2 separate regions of the Canis lupus genome follow, and region 2 is linked to region 1. The links are chromatin contacts, called in public Hi-C maps. All regions are on one chromosome and are shown on one strand. The core of a region is the stretch at or near the end of the contact, and the rest is flanking DNA. Distances in the headings are between cores, read along the strand shown. Region 1 holds the start of CCDC174 (coiled-coil domain-containing protein 174). Region 2 holds the start of MRPS25 (28S ribosomal protein S25, mitochondrial).

The links. A called contact is a pair of places that touch in the nucleus more often than the background predicts.
Region 2: a contact with region 1 is called in a Hi-C map of blood, with 7 times the contacts expected there. The contact joins the promoter of MRPS25 here to the promoter of CCDC174 in region 1. A contact is called at or near these places in 2 of 9 Hi-C or Micro-C datasets (both in blood).

Annotation. Positions count from the first base shown.
Region 1 is chr20:4,824,903-4,829,469 of UU_Cfam_GSD_1.0, forward strand. It overlaps CCDC174 (coiled-coil domain-containing protein 174), which reads left to right and starts at 2,482. Exons shown (of 11, transcript XM_038565560.1): 1 at 2,482-2,633. The coding sequence starts at 2,592.
Region 2 is chr20:5,224,009-5,228,575 of UU_Cfam_GSD_1.0, forward strand. MRPS25 (28S ribosomal protein S25, mitochondrial) reads right to left here and starts at 2,288. Exons shown (of 4, transcript XM_038565577.1): 1 at 2,062-2,288. The coding sequence starts at 2,195.

The sequences.
Region 1 (4,567 bases), core at 1,232-3,731:
AGCCCAATGGAGTTTCGGGTTCAATCTCAGGGGCCTGAGATCAGACCTGAGCAGAAGGCAGCCGCTTAACCAATTGAGCCATCCAGGCCCCCTTGGATGTTTTACAGGGAAATCAGGATCTAGCTGGTTTTGACAGGAATTGTGTATGTGCTGTCAGCCTCATTTATCATGTCTTTGGGGGTGGTATTTTATAATTTTTGTTCAACTTTGTGCTTTAAAGCCATCTCATAATGAATTACTGCAGATTTAGTGGCTTAAAACAACAAAATTCTCCTTTGGTTCTGGAGGTCGGAATTCTGAAATGAGCTTTACAAGGTGTGATGTATTGATTTATAATTAATATATATTTAGTCTTCAGCCCAGTTCCTGGCACAGAGCTCCTAAAACCCTTGGAGTTTCTTTTTTTTTTTTTTTTTAAATTTTTATTTATTTATGATAGTCACAGAGAGAGAGAGAGGCAGATTCACAGGCAGAGGGAGAAGCAGGCTCCATGCACCGGGAGCCCGATGTGGGATTTGATCCCGGGTCTCCAGGATCGCGCCCTGGGCCAAAGGCAGGCGCTAAACCGCTGCGCCACCCAGGGATCCCAACCCTTGGAGTTCCTAAGGGAAGACAGCAATAAAGGTGTCTTCTGTTATGTTGATGAGTGACTTTTGGAAAGCACCTAAGGATTGGGGCTGGTTGCTAGAAGAACCAGAACCCAAGGTATAATTAGAGGGTTGGAATTTTCATTCCCACCTTCTGACCTCCACTGAGGGAAGAGAAACTGGAGATTGAGTTCAATCACTAATGGCTGATGATTTAATCAATTGTGCCTATGTAATGAAGCCTCCATAAAACGCTCTAGAAAAATGCTCTAGAAAGACAGAGGTCGGAGAATTTCCAGGTTGGTGAGCATGTAGAGATTTGGGGAGATTTGTGGCTCCCTCAAAGAAGGTATGGGATCTCCATCCCCTTTCTTTTTTTTTTTTTTTTTTTTTTTTTTTTTATTTTTATTTTATTTTATTTATTTATGATAGTCACAGAGAGAGAGAGAGAGGCAGAGACACAGGCAGAGGGAGAAGCAGGCTCCATGCACCGGGAGCCCGATGCGGGATTCGATCCCGGGTCTCCAGGATCGCGCCCCGGGCCAAAGGCAGGCACCAAACCGCTGCGCCACCCAGGGATCCCTCCATCCCCTTTCCTGCATACCTTGCCTTAATGCATGTCTTCCATCTGACTATTCTGGAGTTACATCCCTTTATAATATAAACTGGTAATCTAGTAAGTAGAATGTTTCTCTGGGTTCTGTGAGCTGCTCTAATAAATTAATCAAACCCAAGGAGGGGAGGGGCGCATTGGAACCTCTAATTTAGAAGCACAGGTGACGGCCTGGACTCCGAGTGGGGGCAGTCGTGTGGACCGAGCCCTTAACCTGTGGGATCTGAGGCTAGCTCCGATTAGATAATGTCAGATGGATTTGAATTGTAGGACACGGGTGCCACTGGAGAATTGCTTGGTGGTGTGGGAAAACCCACACACGTTGAACTGAGGTGCAGAACACTACAAGGCCGGAGTCCAGGTACGGTGGTGCTGCACCCCTTCCAGAGGTTCTAGAGCAGGGTTTGTCTTTTCCTTCCGGAGGCTGCGCGCGTCCCCTAGCACAAGGTCGTGGTCCTTCCGCCTCCCTTACCAGCACTCTTGAGGACATTGGGCCAGCCAGATAATCTCCCATCTGAAGATCTGTAATTTAATCATGTCTGCGAATTCCCCTTTGCCAGAGGAGGTAACATATTCAGAGGTTCTGGGGACTACTAAGGGTGGACATCTTTGGCGGGGAGGGTTATCAGTCTGTCTAACCCAGATCATTAACATTTTTATCAAGACGAGCTCGCTTGACTCATCTCACTCTCGTTAAATCTCACGAAGTAGATACCATTTTATTCCCCGTTGGAAAATGAGGCACAGAGAAGTGAAGTAACTTTCCCAAAGTCACGTAGCCAGAAAACTGGCCCCTGGAGCTCATGTTCTTATCAGCCGAACTCTGTAAGGTGGCACGTGGTAAGCACTATATTAATGTTACCTATTACTGTTATTTCTACCAAGATTAATATAAAAATCTTGATCACATAAGTTAACATGTGAGAAGCGCCACACAACGCCGGTCGTACTGCGGGTCTTCAAGTGTCATTTAGATCTTTCCAGTCCTACCAAGCCATCTTTCTCTTCATCACCAAGAGGGTTTGGGCTCATTACGCCCTCCCCAACATGGCGCCCTCCCCGCCCCCAATCCATACCACTCAAGATGGCGCCCGTTGCGCTGAAATCCACTTCCGCCCTTCTCAAGATGGCGCCAACACCAAGTCCTTGTTAACCTTCCTCTCTATTCAGATTCAGGACGGTCTTACCTTAACACTGGGCATTCTTTGACTCTCTCAAAATGGTGGCAGGCGCACGACGCACAACACCCGGACCTTTCCAAGATGGCGCCAGAGTCGTAAACTCTCGTCGCTGTTCTAACAGGCACTTCCGGTGGTGCCGATCGCGGGCGTTTGCGGCCCGCGGGAGGCCGTTCCGGGTCGCGCTTTGCGCTCGGACGCTCGGGCGCCACGATGGACCGGAGGAAAAAGCCCTTGGATGTTACGGCCTCCTCGGTGAGTGCGGGTACACTGATGCCACGGGGCTCCGAGTTCTCCTCCCCTCCACCACACAAGCATCTCGACCTTGTTTCTTCCGTGCGGAGACCCAACCCGGCCTTCCCTCAAACAGCTGGGACCCGGCTGTCCCGGCTGCGGCCCCGGGCCCACTTCCTGACCTGCAGGACCCTGTGTCTGGCCTCTCCCTCGGACGTGCCCTTGGACCACGAGGCCCTCTAGATCCAGCCCTGACGGGTGTTGCCCCCCTCAAGAATGTCGCTGCCTCGCTGTGCGACAGCCGTGCCCGGCGTCCGGGCCAGCCTGGTCTCCCCCGCTTGCTGCGCAGACCCGGCCCCGGTCCTCGCTTCCTTTCCGGGCTGGGGACCAGCAGGGTCCTCGCCGGGATCCGAGAGCGCCCGGCGTCCCGGCCAGGAGTTACCAGTTGGTCTCGCACCCGCGGGTCTAGCCGGATGTGAGCGGTTTCATGAAACCAGCTGCTCGTAGGAAGAAACCTGCCGAGTACGAGCCTGTGCACTACTCATTGATCGTCTCGGCTGCTTTAAAGAGCAGGTGCTATTAATATCCCTGGTCTGAGGTTCTTTTTTTTTTTTTTTTTTTTTAAGGTTTTATTAATTCATGAGACACACACACATGCAGAGGGAGACACGGGCTCCGTGCAGGGAGCCCGATGTGGGACTCGATCCTGGGATCACGACCTGAGCCCAAGGCCGACCCTCAACCACTGAGCCACCCAGGCGCCCCAGATCCCTGTTTTATAGCTGATAAATCCGAGGCCCAGTAAGGGAGCGTGGCTTTCCCCAGCTTGACATACAGAATTCTTAGTGTTAGAACTGTTGCACTCGAGGCTCTTTGTCTCCAAACCACTGCCTTTTCTGTTACATTGGAGCAAATTGCCTAATCTTATTTGATCTTCAATTTACTGTAAATTGAGGCAGGCGCTCAACTGCTGAGCCACCCAGGGATCCCAGTATCTTCATTTTAAAACTCAAAAATAGTCGTAGAAGGTATCCCTGGGTGGCGCAGCGGTTTGGCGCCTGCCTTTGGCCCAGGGCGCGATCCTGGAGACCCGGGATCGAATCCCACATCGGGCTACCAGTGCATGTAGCCTGCTTCTCCCTCTGCCTGTGTCTCTGCCTCTCTCTCTCTCTCTCTCTGTGACTATCATAAATAAATAAAAATTTAAAAAAAAAGTCGTAGAAGAGGAAAATGTGTGGCTAGAAAATCGTTGTGGTTAAGAAGGCTTAGAAGGGGGACTAAAGTTTTTGTGTTTAGAAATTTAAAATATTAAATATTAGGTCCTGGGATGAAACTGTCCTTATTAAATCCCTACAACAGCTGCTTTTAGATTGATGTCTTCCAAAATAGAAATCATTGAACTCAGTCATTTTGATTTCCCTTAAAACTCAGTCTGTGATGCTGTGCTTTGTAAGTATCTAATTTATAGGGAGTTGGATCTGGACTTTTCATTTTATCTTTCTTTGCAGAGTAGACAGTGCTGATTGGTACAAGTGAGAGGTAGTTCACCCCAACTTCCCTGTTCGCTTTGCCCTGGCCTTTGCTGTTCTTGAACTGTATGATTCAGCTAAACTTCCAATTTCTAGAACATGCATAAATTTGGAGTTCTTCTCATTCACTCAGACCATGTTATTTCTAGCTGTTGAAATCTTGTCTTTTTTTACTAAGTACTCTCTATACCCAACATGGGGTTCAAACTCGCGACCCTCAAATCATCAAGAGTCTTCTGAGCCACCCAGGAGCCTCTTTCGCACCTTTTAAGGCTCAGCTCAGAGTTGTCTCTGATCATTCTGGACAGAAGGAAATGCTCCTGTAGCTGAACTTTTATGCTGCTTTCTTCACCCTCACCCCTGTTTTAAAGGTTTTATTTTTAAGTAATTTCTACACACAATGTGGGGCTGGAACTCACAACCCCA
Region 2 (4,567 bases), core at 1,038-3,537, 400 kb after region 1:
TGCAGGGTGGGGTTTTATAACTAAGCAAACAGGTCGGAAAAGGTAAGTAAACTGCCCTAGGTCACACAACCAGTAAATGAAAGAACGAGGGCTATGTGCCGTTGGACTTCAACCACACTCTTCTGTCACTATCAAGTTACCAAATTCATCTAGATCCTAAGACTCAGGCTGGACACAGTACTCAATAAATGCTAGCAGCTATTACTTTTCTTATTGCACCTGAAGGGCAAGAATATCTGGCAGAGGTGAGCAGGGACTTGGCCCTCACACACCCAGCAGACACTCAAGAGTATGGCTGGCCTAGGGTTGTATACTGGCACTTGGAATGGAGGCAATCCAGGGAGGGACAGTTGAAATGCCAAGGGCACATGAACAAGCAAAGGCCTGTGGGGCTGGAAAGAGCAAGTCAGGTAGACTCCAACCCAAGGGCACGAAATCCCTAAGGGCAAGCCTTTACCATTCAGAACAATGAAGCTCAGAATGGCTGCATGGTTCCTATGTCCCTCCAGGGTATTAAAGTATGTGAACATCCAAGGATAAGGCCTGTAGGCCTATTTTGATAGACTGCTCATTTAAAAACCAGAGATCTATATAAAAATCTGAATTTCTGGCTTCTTGACAAGTCAGAAATTCTCCATGGAGCCCACATAACTAAGCTGTAGCCAAGCAGTGAATGGCCCCTCCTGATAGTGCCCGTTTTCCAACTGGAGCGGGCCCCACCCAGACTGCCTCCCGCCTTCCTGGTACTGCCTAGCCTCTGCGGACTCCCAGTGTGAATCAATGGGATGCAAAGTGGGTTAGGAAGGAGCATCTGGGTGCCCATTCACCCCAGGTCTTCCAGAAGCCCTCAGCCCAGCTGATCCTATTCAAGCAGGTACAAGGTCTTGGCTTCACCCGTGGACAAGTGGCTTGGAGGCAGCTCCCAGCTATCCTGAACAGCTGTACAGCAAAGGCACCCCACCATGGGGGGCCTTACCCTACTGGAAGCACTCCCCCCGCCCCACTTTGATCCACCCCATACACACAGTCCCAAAGCCTCTGAAGGATGAGGCACTGCAGAATTCCCAGCTCACAGCACGGGGCCAAGCGGTCACTAGGCACTCTGTACATTTACACTGGATACCTCCAAAACCCAAAGCCCCAAGCCCCGCTCCTGCCCAAGGTTCTATTCAAACGTTTCTAAGCTTCCATTGGAGGAGTTCCCGCTCCGCTCCAGGTAGAAAAACCACCTCACGGAGTTTAAGGTGGGGAAGGCGGGGCGGGGTAAGGAGCCCGGGGCTGCACAGCTGACGGACGTAATGGACTGTAAGGGGGATGCGCCCTGCCGTGGAGGAGCAGGCTCGCCGCTGCCACTCACCACCACTCACCAGCCGGCGTGGTACCTGGGCAAGCAAGTTACCTAACAGCTCTGGGTCTCTCCGTCCCTAGGACGGGGAAAACCATGCGGCTTCCGTGAACGTCACATGGGAGAATGCACGACCGACACTCACGCGCCACGAGGCGCACAGAAGGGCCCAGAAGGGCTAGCAGCCGTCACTTCCTTCAGTGCATCCCCGCAGCGGCTCTGGACGTAGGTACATCGCAGCGGGGGCCGATGACGAGGCGCAAGTGGCCCATCCAGGGCGGAACGTGCGCCGCAGCACCCCCCCCCCCACCACCACCACCACCGCTCGCCCGCCAGGCACAGGTAGCGGGGGGTCGAGGAGGCTCCGAGGCTCCGGCCTCCCGGGTCCGCCCGGTCGGCCGGGTCCCCCGCCGGGGGAGAGGAGGGGAGATGGGGGACGGGGACAGGCCCTTGCCCTCCGCTCCCCCACCTCAGTCGCGACTGCGGCTGGCACAGCGTGGCCCTGCGGTCCTCTTCCTGCTGCGGAACCTGGAGCAGGCTGCTTGCTCCTCAGTCTCCTCGTCTGTGAAGTGGGGCCAACGGCACCCACTCAGGAGGCCCGCGTCGGGCTCGGGTGGCACCCAGGGCCGCGCCGGGCTCAGCGTCACCCGCACGTCATTACAGCGCGCACGGCCGGTCCGCGCGGCCCGGGGCGGCCTCCGAGGGCTCCGACTGACCTGGCGCCCTCGCCCAGCTCCCCGTGCGTGTTGTAGTTCACCGTCATGACCTTCACGGAGTCCTTGAACACCACGTCCCCCTGGCCCAGGTACTGCAGGGTGCGGCGGATCGGGAAGCGGCCCTTCATGGGCATGGCGGCGGCGGCGGCGGCGGCGGGCCCAGCGGCTGAGAAGCCCAGCAGCAGCCAACGGCGCAGGCCCGGCGGCCCTCGCTCCGCTTCGCCTCCCGGCTGGTCTCCGCTTACCGCGCAGGCGCACGGGGCCGTCTCCCTCCGCTCCCGCCGCGGAGCAGCTTGGGAGTTGTAGTCCCGGCTTGCGTCGGCTTAGGGGCGGAGCGCGGATTTAGAACACCTTCCCAGATCGTTTGCTTTTCGCCCTCCGTAAATTCGCCTCTCCCCATCCCCCCGCACCGCCAGGGAAGATAGTTTTAACTAGGCTCAAGCTCAGACAACAGAATGACAGCTGGAAATAAGTCAGGAGAGCTGCGTTCAGATGCCAAGTGGCTACTAACTTGCGCTTCAGCGTCAAGTAAGCCCGTTTCTCTCGCTCAGCTTCTCCGGATTCAAAATGAAATGTTTGCAGGGGGGGGGGGGGGGGGAAGAAAAAAAAAATGTTTCCAGGGTGCAGTTTCTAACACTTATCACAATAAATAATTTGCAAAAGGGAGGGGGAAAGGCAAGTTTGGAAACGACCCCTTTCCTGGTTTACCCACCTAACAACCCTGGACTACAATTTGTTTCAGAAATAAAAGATAGAGGAGATGCATTTCCGAAGTATGCTTACAGATCTGGAAAAGTTTTCACTTCTCCTTCAGTTTTGGAGAATAGTTTTGCCAGATACAGAATTCTAGGTGGGTAGGGGTTTTCTTTCAACACTTGATTTTATCCTCTCTTCTTGCATGTTCCTGAGAAGTAGCCATAACTCTTAGTTTTCTCTGTAAAATAATTTCTTAATCTGGCTTCTTTCAAGGTTTTCTCTTTGTCTTTGGTTTATGCAGCTTGAATAAGATATATCTACATATGGATGGGGCTTCCGTCGCGGGGTAGGTTAAGGCTGACTCTTGGTTTCCCCTGAGGTCATGATCTCAGGGTCCTGAGATCCATCCCTAAATGGAGCTCTGTGCTCAGCAGGGACTCTGCTTGAGATTATCCCTCTTCCTTTGCCCCTCCTCTCACGCACACTTTCTCTCAAATAAATGATTTTTGTATAGATTTTATTTGTTTGTTTATTTATGAGAGCGAGAACGAGTTGGGGGGTGGGGAGTGGCAGAGGGAGAGGGAGAAGTAGACTTCCCGCTGAGCAGGGAGCCCCACACGGGGCTCTATCCCAGGACCATGAGATCATGACCTGAGCTGAAGGCAGATGCTTAACCACTGAGCCACCCAGGAGCTAAAAAATAAATGAATCTTAAAAAATTCCTATGTATAGATATTTTATATTTATCCTGTGTGATATTGGTCCTACTCTGAGCTTCCTGAATCTGTCATTAATTTTGGAAGGCTTTCGGCCATCGTTACCTCATATTTCTTCTCCATTTATTCTTTTTTTTTTTTTTTTTAATTCATGAGAGACACACAGACAAAGGCAGAGACACAGGCAGAGGGAGGAGCAGGCTCCATGCAAGGAGCCCGATGTGGGACTTGATCCCTAGTCTCCAGGATCACGCCCTGGGCTGAAGGCGGCGCTAAACCTCTGAGCCACCCGGGCTGCCCTATTCCTTTTTTTTTTTTTCCTGGTGTTCCAGTTATGTATATTACATCTTCTGAAATTGTCACATTGTTTTGGGATGTTTTGTCCTAGATTTGTTTTTCATTCTTTTTTCTCTTAGCATTTCAGTTAGGGAAGTTTCTAAAGACCTATCTTCAAGCTTATTGATTCTTTCACAGTTGTGTCCAGTATTCTGATGAGCCCATTAAAGGCATTCTTCATTTGTTAGTGTTTTTGATTTTTAACATTTCCTGTTGTCTATTTCTTAGTGTTTTCCTATCTCTACTTATATTACCCATACGTTCTTCCATGCTATTTATTTTTACCATTCACTCCTTATTAATCAGTTAAATTTTCTGTCTGAACATCTGTGTCATAGAAGACAACACAGACACAGACAACATCTGTGTCATAGAAGTCTGGTTCTGATGCTTGCTGTGTCTTATCAAACTGGTATTTTTTTTTCTTGCCTTTTAGCATGCTTGTAATTCTTTATTGAAGGCCAGACGATATTGACTATTGGATCATGGGAATTGAGGTTAATGAGCCTCTAGAATGAGGATCTATGTTAATCTGGCTAGGAGTTGAGTTGTGTTTAATGTTCGCTGTAGCTGTAGGTCCAGAGGCTTCAGATACCTCTAGTGTCTTTGTTTCACTTCTTGACTGGTTTTCCCTAGATGTTACTCCTCAGAGTGTGTGTCTTGAAGCTCTTCCAGCTGTAATCCACTGTTACACTGGAGCTCTGTTGGCGTGGTGGTAATGAGTGGGGGAGGGGAAGCATTCAATAATCTGATGAAAT